Regions from separate parts of the Podarcis muralis genome. Here region 2 is linked to region 1. The links are chromatin contacts, called in public Hi-C maps. All regions are on one chromosome and are shown on one strand. Each heading gives the region's core, a stretch centred on a gene start, on an enhancer-like site or on the middle of the called end of the contact. The rest is flanking DNA. Distances are from core to core; before and after follow the strand shown. Region 1 holds the start of PIM1 (Pim-1 proto-oncogene, serine/threonine kinase). Region 2 holds the start of C5H6orf89 (chromosome 5 C6orf89 homolog).

Region 1 (5,704 bases), core at 2,153-4,652:
AACTAACTTAGTTGGTCTTTAAGTTGCTACTGGAAGGAATTTTTTTTGTAATGTTTGCTTTGCTATTAATACCAGGGTGTGTTGGCTTCAAGTTTGACATCAAGGGAATGATTCAAAATCTGACTGGAAGCCCAATAACAGTGTTTTAGGAACACTTGCTTGAGCAATCTAGATGGTAACACACCACTTAATTTCAAATTCTAGGTTTCCCCCCCTCAGCAGCTGAAGTGCTACTTGCATGCTTTAGCATATAGCAGTAACATCTAATATAAAAGATGTTGGGGATCATCAGAAATACTTCCAAGTACTGCCTCTCAAAGCAGAGAGTGGACGAGCCCTGTCCGCTAAGTTATCCAATATCTCATAAGAGCAGCAGACACTTACCAGGAGAAATCCTTTGCCGAAAATAAACTTGACCTCTTACGATCTCCTCATCATGTTCAAAGGGGATATCACCACAGACCATGTCATAGAGCAGTACTCCAAGCGACCAGACGGCAGCAGATCTACCATGGTACCTGTGGTAGCGAATCCATTCTGGAGGACTATATACACGAGTCCCTAGAGAAAGAAGAGGAAGGTCTCATCATGAGGTTTAAAATTCCTACAAATCACCTCAGTGCTGATTTTTTTCAGCGCTTGGACGCACTGATCAAAGGACCAGGAACATCAAGTGAACTAGTTTTCAGCTATGACAATGCAGTTAGTAAAAACCAGGCATGGACTTCTGAAGACAAGCTGCTTAAGATGTTGACAAAGATTGAATGTACAGTATGATGGGGTGGCTTTATCTTTTAGTTCTGCATGTGGTGATGCTGAGATGCAGCTTACTTGCACCACTGCAGTAGCTCTTGGCACCCTTTGTTGTGGTATCTGATCTCTCTCCCCCACCCACCTCCTTGCTGGCAGGAAGCAAGGATACTGAGGTCAGAGCTGCTAGTCTGGTTTCCAGCCACGTGACTCTTGTTTACAAACTTTGGGTTGTAAAAAAAATCCGCATGAGCCACCAGGGGGCACCAGAAGCTTGAGTATTTGTGCAAGAAAGAGGGCAACGGAGGGAGGAGCAAACCCACCCCTGGTCATTAACCGTTAAATTAAAAACAAAACAAAAAAATGCAAGGCAGCTCATGCCACTCAGGAACCCAGAGGCAAAAAACACACAAACAAACCAAACTGAAAGCCAGCCGTGATTTTTTGAAAGTCAACAGCTCATGAAAAGAGTCGTTAGCAACGGCTAGAAGCTTGGTTTGTTTTCTGGAAACAATTAATGTCTGTGAACAGCTCGCATTTCTATTCAAATCTTCAATACTTGAATCCCTTTTCCCCCACACATGCACATTTTGTTAAGCAAATTATTGATTTGTGCTTCTTAGCAGGGAAGGTAAAGTGAGATGAATGTAAACAGATCTCTTCCAGATTAGATTTCACAACATTCATGCCATGACGGAAAAGCAACTTTCCATTTAAAATGATTAATTTAGTGAGGTGGCAGAGGCAGCAGATCTTAGCAACTACCTCCTCCGCTTTTTTGTACTCTGCTCTTTGTAGGGACAAACTACAAAACCCTTTCAGTCATCTATCAGTTTTAGAAAGATAGAAATCCACGTACTTTAAGATTTTCCCTTTACAGATTTTGATTAGCATTCAAGGTTTTGAACAGTATGCCTGCAAACATGTTTACATTCAGCCTTGCACTTCTGCACTCCCTCACAAGTGAATTAGTAGCCACTCAGATTTACAACATATTTACTGCCTGGTTCCTTCACTTTCTATTTTCACACCACAAATAAGACAGTAGGTTCAGGCTCATAAAGAAAACCATTAGCAAAGTCTAGCAGTTGATTGGAGTTAAATCGCCTATCAACAGAAACTGTGTAGGCAATCAGGATAAAATGTATTTCATAAGAAGAACAAGTCCTACAGCTCAGAGGAAGAACATGTTCCATTGCTGCAAAGCACTCAAACCCCGGGAACACAGTGTTTCAAAGAGGAAATTCCCTGGCTCGAAGCAGTGAATGGAAATTGACAAGACTCACCATCAAAGTCAGTGTACACTGTGTCCTTGAGCAGCGCTCCAGATCCAAAGTCTATAAGTTTGAGCTCTCCACTGCTCAGGTCAATCAGGATATTCTCGTCCTTGATATCCCGGTGCAGAACCCCACAGCTGTGACAATGTCGAACCGCCTCCAAAACCTGACGGAAAAAGCTGCGAGCCAAGTCTTCGGGCAGAGCACCCCGCTCCGTGATGAAATCAAAGAGATCCTGCACGGGATCAGGCCGTTCCAAAACCAAAATAAAACTGTCTGGCCTCTCAAACCAATCCAGGAGCCGGATTACGCCCCGAAAGCCAGAGCCAACCTTCTTCAAGAGCAAGATCTCCATCGGTACCCTCGTTCCACCAGGCTGCAATGTGATGGGGGGGGGGGGCGAGAGAGAGAAAACAGGATTCATGAATAGGAGAATCAATCGACCTGCATTGTGGCAGATCACTGAAAGCTGAAAGAGATTCTCTCGAGCAACACGGAGGCATTCCTCCGATCAAACACTTACCAATTCCCCCCATTCCGAAACCCGGTCGCGGGACACATGCTTGATCGCCACCTACGAAGATTAAAGGGGGAAAATGGAGTGAGCGAACAGGACCGGTAGAAAAAAATGCCATGGGTGGCGGGGAGGGAGGGGGGACTGGAATGAATGGAAGGGGTATTTTTTGGGGAGAAAATTGGAGTGAGGGGAAAACGTAGAGGGAGAGCGATGGGGAGCAAATGGGAGCACAATCCACCCGCGGCCAAGCACTCACCGGAGCTCCATCCGCCAGCCGGGTCCCCGAGTAGACCGAGCCGAAGCCGCCACTACCGAGCAGCGGGCCCACCTGGTACAACTTCTCCAGGGGTTCCTTTTCTTTTCCTGCGAAGGGAGAGAAAACGAGGGATGGGGAGAGAGGGGGGAGGTCAGTCCATTGCGCCTCCTCAGCAACGCTGCTCTCTCTCCCGCCCGATCTCTCCGCATCAGCCGCTCCCCAAACAAAACAAACCCCTGGCCGCCACCCCAGCCCCGCCTTCGCCTCACGACCCCGACCGACCGTGAGGGGCGCCTGCAGGCCGCCCGACCCCCCCCCCCATCCATCCTCTGCCCCTCCGGTGTGGCTGACCTGGCAGGGGCTTGACCGGGTGCAGGTCCCCTCCGGGCGCGGAGCACAGGTGGGCCAGGGAGTTGATCTTGGAGAGCAACATTCCCGCCCCGTCCGCGTGTTCCAAGCAGGCCGGGACCGGCGGCGTCTCTGAGGCAGCTGCTGCTGCTGCTGCTGCTGCTGCTGGGTTGGCGTCTCCGAGGCACGGGCGGGAGCTGCGGGCGGGGTCGTGCCGGGCCAGCCTGCTCCCTCCCGTGTGGCGCGACGGCCCCGGCCTCAGCCGCCTGTAGTAAAGTGGGAGGGAGCAGCGCTGGGGCGGAGCCGGGGAGAGCCGGCGGGCAGGTCTCCAACAGCGGCGAAGCTCCGCCCACCGGCGCCGAGCCGGCCAATCGGCGCCGCAGCCGCCAGCCCGCGCCTCGGCTCTCCGTCAGAATGGAAAGAGACTCGACGTGGCGGGAAGGAAAAGGCGCCAAAGAGAGGGGGGGAAGGAGGAGGGGGCGGCAGAGGGGGGCGCGGAGGGGAGCGAGGCTTGCTCGGGACCTGTGGCGGGAAAAAGGGAGAAGACAATGAGCGAGACAGGCTCCCCGGGGGCTGCTCCGCTCTGGCAAAGGGCAGTCCTCCTCTCTTAGTCACTCGCTGCTCGCCACAGATATAATATGCCCTCCATCTCCCATGCGTTGGGCTCTTTCAAGGAAATAATTCCCCATTGCCACCTGCGCCATTCATTCATTCATTAGCTGCATGCTAGGCAGAAATTCAGCAGGTGCTGATTTCCCTATCGTTGCAATATTTTCATTGGCAGCCTTTTAAATATCTGCCTGTCGTGCAGCCCGTTCCAGCACAGATGCCTCTTCACGGGGGCGGGAAGGATGGCGACTGCCAATCATGTTGCCATCGCCACAGTTTTTTCACGATTAAGTTGTTCAAAAATGCTGCGAAATAAATAAGTAGCGTGCTCAAGTGCAGGATTTCCCCCTCGCCCGCTGCTGAGGAGTGAATGGCAGCCATGTGATGGGCTTAGGGTGTGCATTTGGAGAGAGTGGCGTGGTGGCCAAACCAGCTCCTAGTTACTCCGAGGCCTGGGGAGGAATGAAAATTGTTCCATGTTCCGCATTGCTACACATGTACTTTTTGCCATCGAAATGAATGGAACAATGGTCCTGTATTTGCATAAGCCTTTCCCAGGTTCATTTCTTGGTTACACAAGAATGTAGCAGAGAGAAAAATTCCAGGACGAGACTGATAGATACATTATGAACAATAATTACAGGACTATTTGCAAGATAATTGGTCCAGCAATTAATTAAAAACAACAACAGCCAACAGAACATGGATACTGATGAGGCATGGGAGGTTTCGAGTTCAAATACCAGTGATCAAACCCTTCCAACATAAGTTATCAAATGCATATGCAGAATGGAGGGACCTTTGAAAAAGCTGAATGTGGGGTATTCAGGACAGACAAAAAGGAAGTACTATTATACACAGCTCATGATGGAATTTGCAAGGTATAGGGATGGCTGCAACTGGCTTTAAAGGCCATTGGACAAATTCATGGAGGACAGTGCTATCAGTGACTACTGACCATGTTGGCTGTATGTACTACTTGCCAGAGCAGAGGCACCATGACTCTGAATGTCAGTCATTGGGGAACATGAGGGTGCTTGTGGGCAGGACCTATAGGCATCTGGCTGGGCAGTGAGACCAGGATGCTGGACTAGAAGGGCCTTTGAACTGATCTGATAGGGCTGGTCTTATGTTCTTATTTTCTCAGGTAACTCCTGATACACTATCAGTTGAGCTCACGCACTTGTCTCTGGAATAGAAAGTGCTAAATGATAGTAGAGATAAAGGTAAGATTAGAACACATGCTTACAGCAGCCAATTAGGCCATGAGGTGTTCTGTTTGAAGCAGCAGAGTATTAACATCTCATCTGATACTGGCTGTATATCCCATAGGACAGGAATTACTATACTTCGATAAGGACAAGTCACATTGTCAACAGAAATTTGTTTAAATTTGGTATTTCATTTTGGAGAAACTAGCATAACAAGAGCATAGCAACTGTTTAGATACACTTTGCACTGTGGTGACACTGGAAGTGTACAAGTGTAAGAGTTTCATAAATTCCTATGCTATATCGCATGAATTCCAATTCTGCTGGAATGTAATTGTATGCAATATTTTGTAATTGCACCTGGCAGAAAATCTCATGAAGTTCCTTTTATTGACTGCTTTTAACAGCTGACACTGTTCCCAGTAAAGATTTTTGCAACCTTTGTCCTGTTCTGGCAGAGGATGATATGTGTATATTGTGGTACAAAGGTAAAAACATGCAACCTTTAAAGGGTGACTGTCAGAACAAGTTTTGCCCTTGTGTTTATTCTCCATAAGTAAGCTTGCAGAAATAATTAAAAACAGCAAATCATTTTGCAACATTTTTCTTTCCTGTGAAGTGGAAGGGAGCAGCTGTTTAAAAAACAAGCAAACACTAACTTCCTCGGAAGCCAACTATTGTAATCTGAAAGTGAAACTCTCTATAAATACAAGTGAAACAGACAGATTTTTGTCAT
Region 2 (5,424 bases), core at 2,454-4,953, 300 kb after region 1:
TGAGTTCGCTGGCAGAAAGCTCCATGTCCTCTGGTGAAAAATCCTATTAGGGAAAATTCAAAACGTTAAGAAACAAGATATTCCAGTGCCTCAAAGAAGATCATAGGAAAGGACAGCAAATTCCTAATCAAAGCAAGGTTTCTTTGTGTTAAAATTACAAAGCTGGCTGTGAGGTCTCATTAACATTAAACTCCACCCAGATCCTTGATTTTAAACATTCTAAAATAGGGCTAGTTTGTTCATCTAAGTAAAACACATAACGACTACTATAAATGTATCATTGTTTACATTGAAAATGCACGAATTGGCACAGAGAGGGATGAAGTCACTGTGCGAGTGGAATAATGTCACTCATGCAATATAACTTCTCTCTTTCCTCCTCCCCCCCTCCATCTACGGTGGGGGTTCTCCAACCCTTCAGAGCTGATGGAGCTGGGGGTAGGAGAAGGAGAGGAACTTCTATTAAACCAGTGGAAGCTGTTTCACTGTTTTCCTCATGCAATGACTTAGTTAGATGCAACTGTACACAAACATATTATGGTAAAAGCTTTCATAGACATCTAAGGAAGTGGAATGTAGTCCACAAAATCTTGTGGCATTACAAACATGCTAGGCCAAGGCTCTTTGTCCTACAACTACAAGTACCACCTAATAGGAAGTGGTTGCCTTCATGCCCTGCTTGTGAATTTCCAAGAAAACATGGGAAGCCATAGCGAATGCTGGATTAGATACATTTACAGACAGAAACCACCATATTTACTCGAATCTAATGCTCACCTTTTTGGCCAAATTACATTGCAAAAATTGAGGTGTGCGTTAGATTCGATGGCGTATTAGACTTGAGTAAATATGGTATACACAGTGAAGTTTTATTTTCTCAAGGCAGCACAAAAGCTATTTCACAAAAGGTCCACTTTTTACAAATGAGGATCTGACTCACAAAACCTATTTCTGGTCAAGAGAGAGCAAGAACAACATACACAAGCAGACTTACAGGTAAACTTTTGAGCCTTCTTATAGTTTAGCATTTGTTAAACATCCGTTTTAGCACCAAACTACCATTCAGTTATCAAACCTTTCATTCACAATTTCTTTACTGCAAGGGTACTCTGTTATTTATGAAACTCTCAACAATTTAGTATCAAGGCCAACCCACCCACGTACAACTAAAGATGTGACAAGAGGATACTGAAAGGAGGAAATATGTAGAGGGTCAAGCCATTCCTGAAGTACCCCTCAAGGTCCTGGTGTATGATGCCTCTATGCAATCATGTACTGGCAGGAGAAATGCTTAATTTCTAAGTAAAGAGAGAGAGTCCAAAATGAGCTATGTATCAACAGGAGGATGCAACAGGTTTACAGCTGTATTACTATTGTTTATATAGCATTTTCCCAGCAAAAGATGTGCTTTAGAATTCTGACTTCCTTGTGAGATCCAACACTCCAAAACAAGCAAGCAGCAACAGCAGCTCTGATCTTCATACACACAGTCAGACCCAATTCCTGATCCTGTGTTGGATTCAGCCCTGGGAAGAAAACACCCAGCACAATTCCCCCCCAAAATAGGAAGTGTGTGCAGAAGCAGGGCCAGCCCAATACATTTTGGCACCTAAGTCAAACCACAAAATGGTTTGTGTGTGTCCCACCCCAAGGAAGAAAGAGTGAGTGAAGATCTACATCAGAAACAATGGGAGAATAAAGATCTACATTGGGAACAAGGGGGTGGGGTCAAATCAACCTCTGAATTTGTTGGAGATGAGGAAACTGGCATAGAATCATAGAATCGTAGGAAGGGAACCTAAAGATCATCTAGTCCAACCCCCTGCAATGCAGGGATCAAACCTGCAACTTTGGCATTATAATCACTTGAGCTATCCAGGCATGCTATAAGTCAATTGCCTCCAGATAATGCTTTACAAAGTGATTTTTTTAATATATGTTCACATAATTGTCTTACATAACATAGTATATACATCAGTTAATATGTTTTCAACTAGATATTAAATCTAGTACAATTTCCTATTTTACAGGATTGCATCAACGGGCCTAGTTAGAATCTAGATTTGGGCAACAAACTTTCTCGAGGTGAGACTGGTTTGAGAACCTAAGATTTTTCTTGCCCTCTGCAGCAAAGAAAGAAAAACTATAGATCATCTGTGGCTCCCTTGAGCCACCTAGATTTCAGTCACTAGATGTAGACACTGCTTTCTGTCGACTTCTTTAATGTACCACGTTCTAACCTCTACCGTTGTTAATTGAATAAGGAGCTGCATCAATGGAGAGGGATGGACAATATGACCTTCAGATTTGTTCTGGTCTCACATTTTTGTAGCCAAGGGATAATTCAGACTTAAAGAGATAACTCAGAAGTAAGAATACCCCATAATGGTTAGAACAGTTTTGTTTTAACAGCACACTTCTATGCATGTCTACTCAGAAGTAAGCCACGCTGTTTGGCTTCCCCCCAACAACACAGGATTGAAGCCTTAGAGACACTACTCGAGTCTGAATTGAAATGGGGCATTTACATTGCATGGCTGACTTTGCAAATCTATAATGCAGCCCTGTTTTACTTTATGTGCATATGCATGAAGAGGTAAAGCCTCATCACTTACTGTAAAAGTCTCATGAAACTGCCAACATTCACAAGACTCAGCATAAATGACACAGGAACTCATTCTAGCATTCATTCATTCACCTGTATGAAATCAACAACATACCTGAGATTCTAACCCTATACGCCTTCAGGGATTATGTAACACTGGTGAGATTGTAAACACCAGCTGCAAGAAATATGATCCTCGACATGCACAAATGACAAAAGCACAGGCCTATTTATGTCGAACACAAACTTCCAGATTTCTGCTAGGCAGTGGTTCTTCCCAGTTGCTAGTCCACAGACCCCAGGGAATCCGTGTAACCCACCCAGGGGGTCCTTGGCACCATTCATATAACAAAAACTACCCTGGAGTTATCAATATTTACAAAAGGAGGGGTTCTGTGACTTGGCTTTCGAAAAACAGGGGGTCCAAAATACTCAGCTAACTGGGAAACACCGTACATGTTAGAACCCACTTAAGGGAGCGCTGGACCACAATTTATGGAACTTACTGCTACCCCTTAAAACACCCCCCTTTTTTTCTCTCCCACTGACCGCCACTGACATTCCAAGCTGTGGGGCGCGAGGAAAGCACCGGCCACTGACAGGAGCATGGAGGCCTTTGGCCTCCCACACCCCGGTCTCCTCCGAAGGGGGCAGTCGGCCTGGGACAGTCCGCCCCGCCTTTGGGGCTGCCCTTCTCCCCTGTCATGCCCAGGCTCCCGACGAGACCCCCATCCCCACCCGCACCAAGCGGCCAAGAGACCCCACCCCCACCCGGAGGCTTCTCCCGCCTTCACTTGAAAGCGGCCCTCCCTCGCCCACGCGCCTCCTCACCCCATGAACCGCCGCCCGGGTGGCTCCCACCAGACTGGAGAGGCGGAGCGCAGCGAGCATGGGAGCGACGCTCCCCGTGCAGGCGAGGAGGAGGGCTGGGCCTGGCGCTTCCTGCTTCCGGGCTGCGGAACGGGAGCGAGGCCGCAGATTCCCCGCAGCACTTTCGCCTCGCCTGCACGGCCGCCCCACCTCCCCGGACAGGGGCTCTAGCTCGCCGCGGTTCAAGAAGCCACCGCCCATGGCCGCCAGTTGGTGGTCAGCGGCCCTCCGGCTGTGCGGTGCAGCCCCGTCACGTGGAAGGCCGCACCCTGGCGGTCAGCGGGGCTTGCGCCCCGAGGAAGCGGACTCTGCTGAGTCAAAACCCGCCGAGCCCGTTTTGCTCCACACTAACTGGCAGCGGGATGCTGGCTGGCATCCTCTGTCTAGGGCAGTGGTTCCCAACCTTTTTTTGGCCGTGCCCTTTCTAAGCATCTCTAAAATCCTTATCCCCACCCCCTCCTCTGACATATACCGTAATTCTTATTATTCAAAAAGTGAACTCCTATTCACGTGGAGGAAGCCTAAAAGACCATTAGGGTCTAGGGTGTGAATGAAGGGGCTTCGTCACAGATGGATGTTGTTGTTTAGTCGTTTAGTCGTGTCCGACTCTTCGTGACCCCATGGACCAGAGCACACCAGGCACCTCTGTCCTCCACTACCTCCCGCAGTTTGGTCAAACTCATGCTGGTAACCTCGAAAACACTATCCAACCATCTCGTCCTCTGTCGCCCCCTTCTCCTTGTGCCCTCCATCTTTCCCAGCATCAGTGTCTTCTCCAGGGAGTCTTCTCTTCTCATGAGGTGGCCAAAGTACTGGAGCCTCAGCTTCACGATCTGTCCTTCCAGTGAGCACTCAGGGCTGATTTCCTTCAGAATGGATGCGTTTGATCTTCTTGCAGTCCATGGGACTCTCAAGAGTCTTCTCCAGCACCGTAATTCAAAAGCATCAATTCTTCGGCGATCAGCCTTCTTTATGGTCCAGCTCTCACTTCCATACATCACTACTGGGAAAACCATGGCTTTAACTATATGGACCTTTGTTGGCAAGGTGACGTCTCTACTTCTCAAGATGCTGTCTAGGCCTGTCATTGCCCTTCTCCCAAGAAGCAGGCGTCTTTTAATTTCGTGGCTGCTGTTGGATAGGTAGCTAGATATCTGGGAGGAAGTTACACTGAACTCTTGGGGGGGAGGTTACTTCTGGGCAGACACAAATCGGCTTGCACTACTTGTCTTCTTGAACAGTTGTAAGAATGTCGTCCAGGATGGCTTCTGTGAGACCAAACCTGATGCAAAATACTGTATGTGGAGGTTAAGTCCACTGAATTCAGTGGGGCTTACTTCCAAGTAGTAAGAGCCATGGAACTGCAGTCTTCATTGCCAGCCCTGGACTCATAGTGTAGCAGGGTTGGTAGATGGCATTTTCAAACAGGTTCCCTGGCGATTTCCTCAACGTTCATTCAGTCATTTCAGGAAAGTAGGCTATAGCTAAGAACCACCATCCTCATTCCCTTCATTAGGTGCTTGAGTGCAATGTCTATTTGCAAGGAAAACTGGGGCACCCAAAAAGAAGGTAGTGATTTCTATATACTCCTAGGAATCCCTAAGTAAGCAGAAACATATATGTTTGCAAAAATAAAATAAAAACCCAAGTACCTGTGGTTTCAAGTACTTCTTCACACAGTGCATAGTCAAACTATGGAACTTGCTCCCCCAGGAGACAGGGATGGCCACTAACCTGGATCGCTTTAAAAGACAATTAGATAAATTCATGGCCATGATGGCTATGCTCTGCTTTCATGGTCGGAAGGCAGCAATGCTTCCAAATACCAGTTGCTGGAAGCCACACGACAGATGAGTGCTCTTCTGCTCAAATTCTGCTTGCTAGTTTGCCACAGGCATCTAGTTGGTAACTGTGAGAACAGGATGCTGGACAAGATGGGCCACTGACTG

Evidence for each region. Hi-C and Micro-C count contacts between places; a contact is called where the count stands out from the background.
Region 2: a Hi-C map of tail shows a contact between it and region 1, with 4 times the contacts expected there. The contact joins the promoter of C5H6orf89 here to the promoter of PIM1 in region 1. A contact is called at or near these places in 2 of 3 Hi-C or Micro-C datasets (blood and tail).

What each region holds. Positions count from the first base shown.
Region 1 is chr5:55,584,699-55,590,402 of rPodMur119.hap1.1, forward strand. PIM1 (Pim-1 proto-oncogene, serine/threonine kinase) reads right to left here and starts at 3,403. Exons shown (of 6, transcript XM_028733992.2): 1 at 3,152-3,403; 2 at 2,801-2,907; 3 at 2,551-2,601; 4 at 2,037-2,403; 5 at 385-561. The coding sequence starts at 3,233.
Region 2 is chr5:55,884,285-55,889,708 of rPodMur119.hap1.1, forward strand. C5H6orf89 (chromosome 5 C6orf89 homolog) reads right to left here and starts at 3,704. Exons shown (of 8, transcript XM_028733995.2): 1 at 3,437-3,704; 2 at 1-43. The coding sequence starts at 3,676.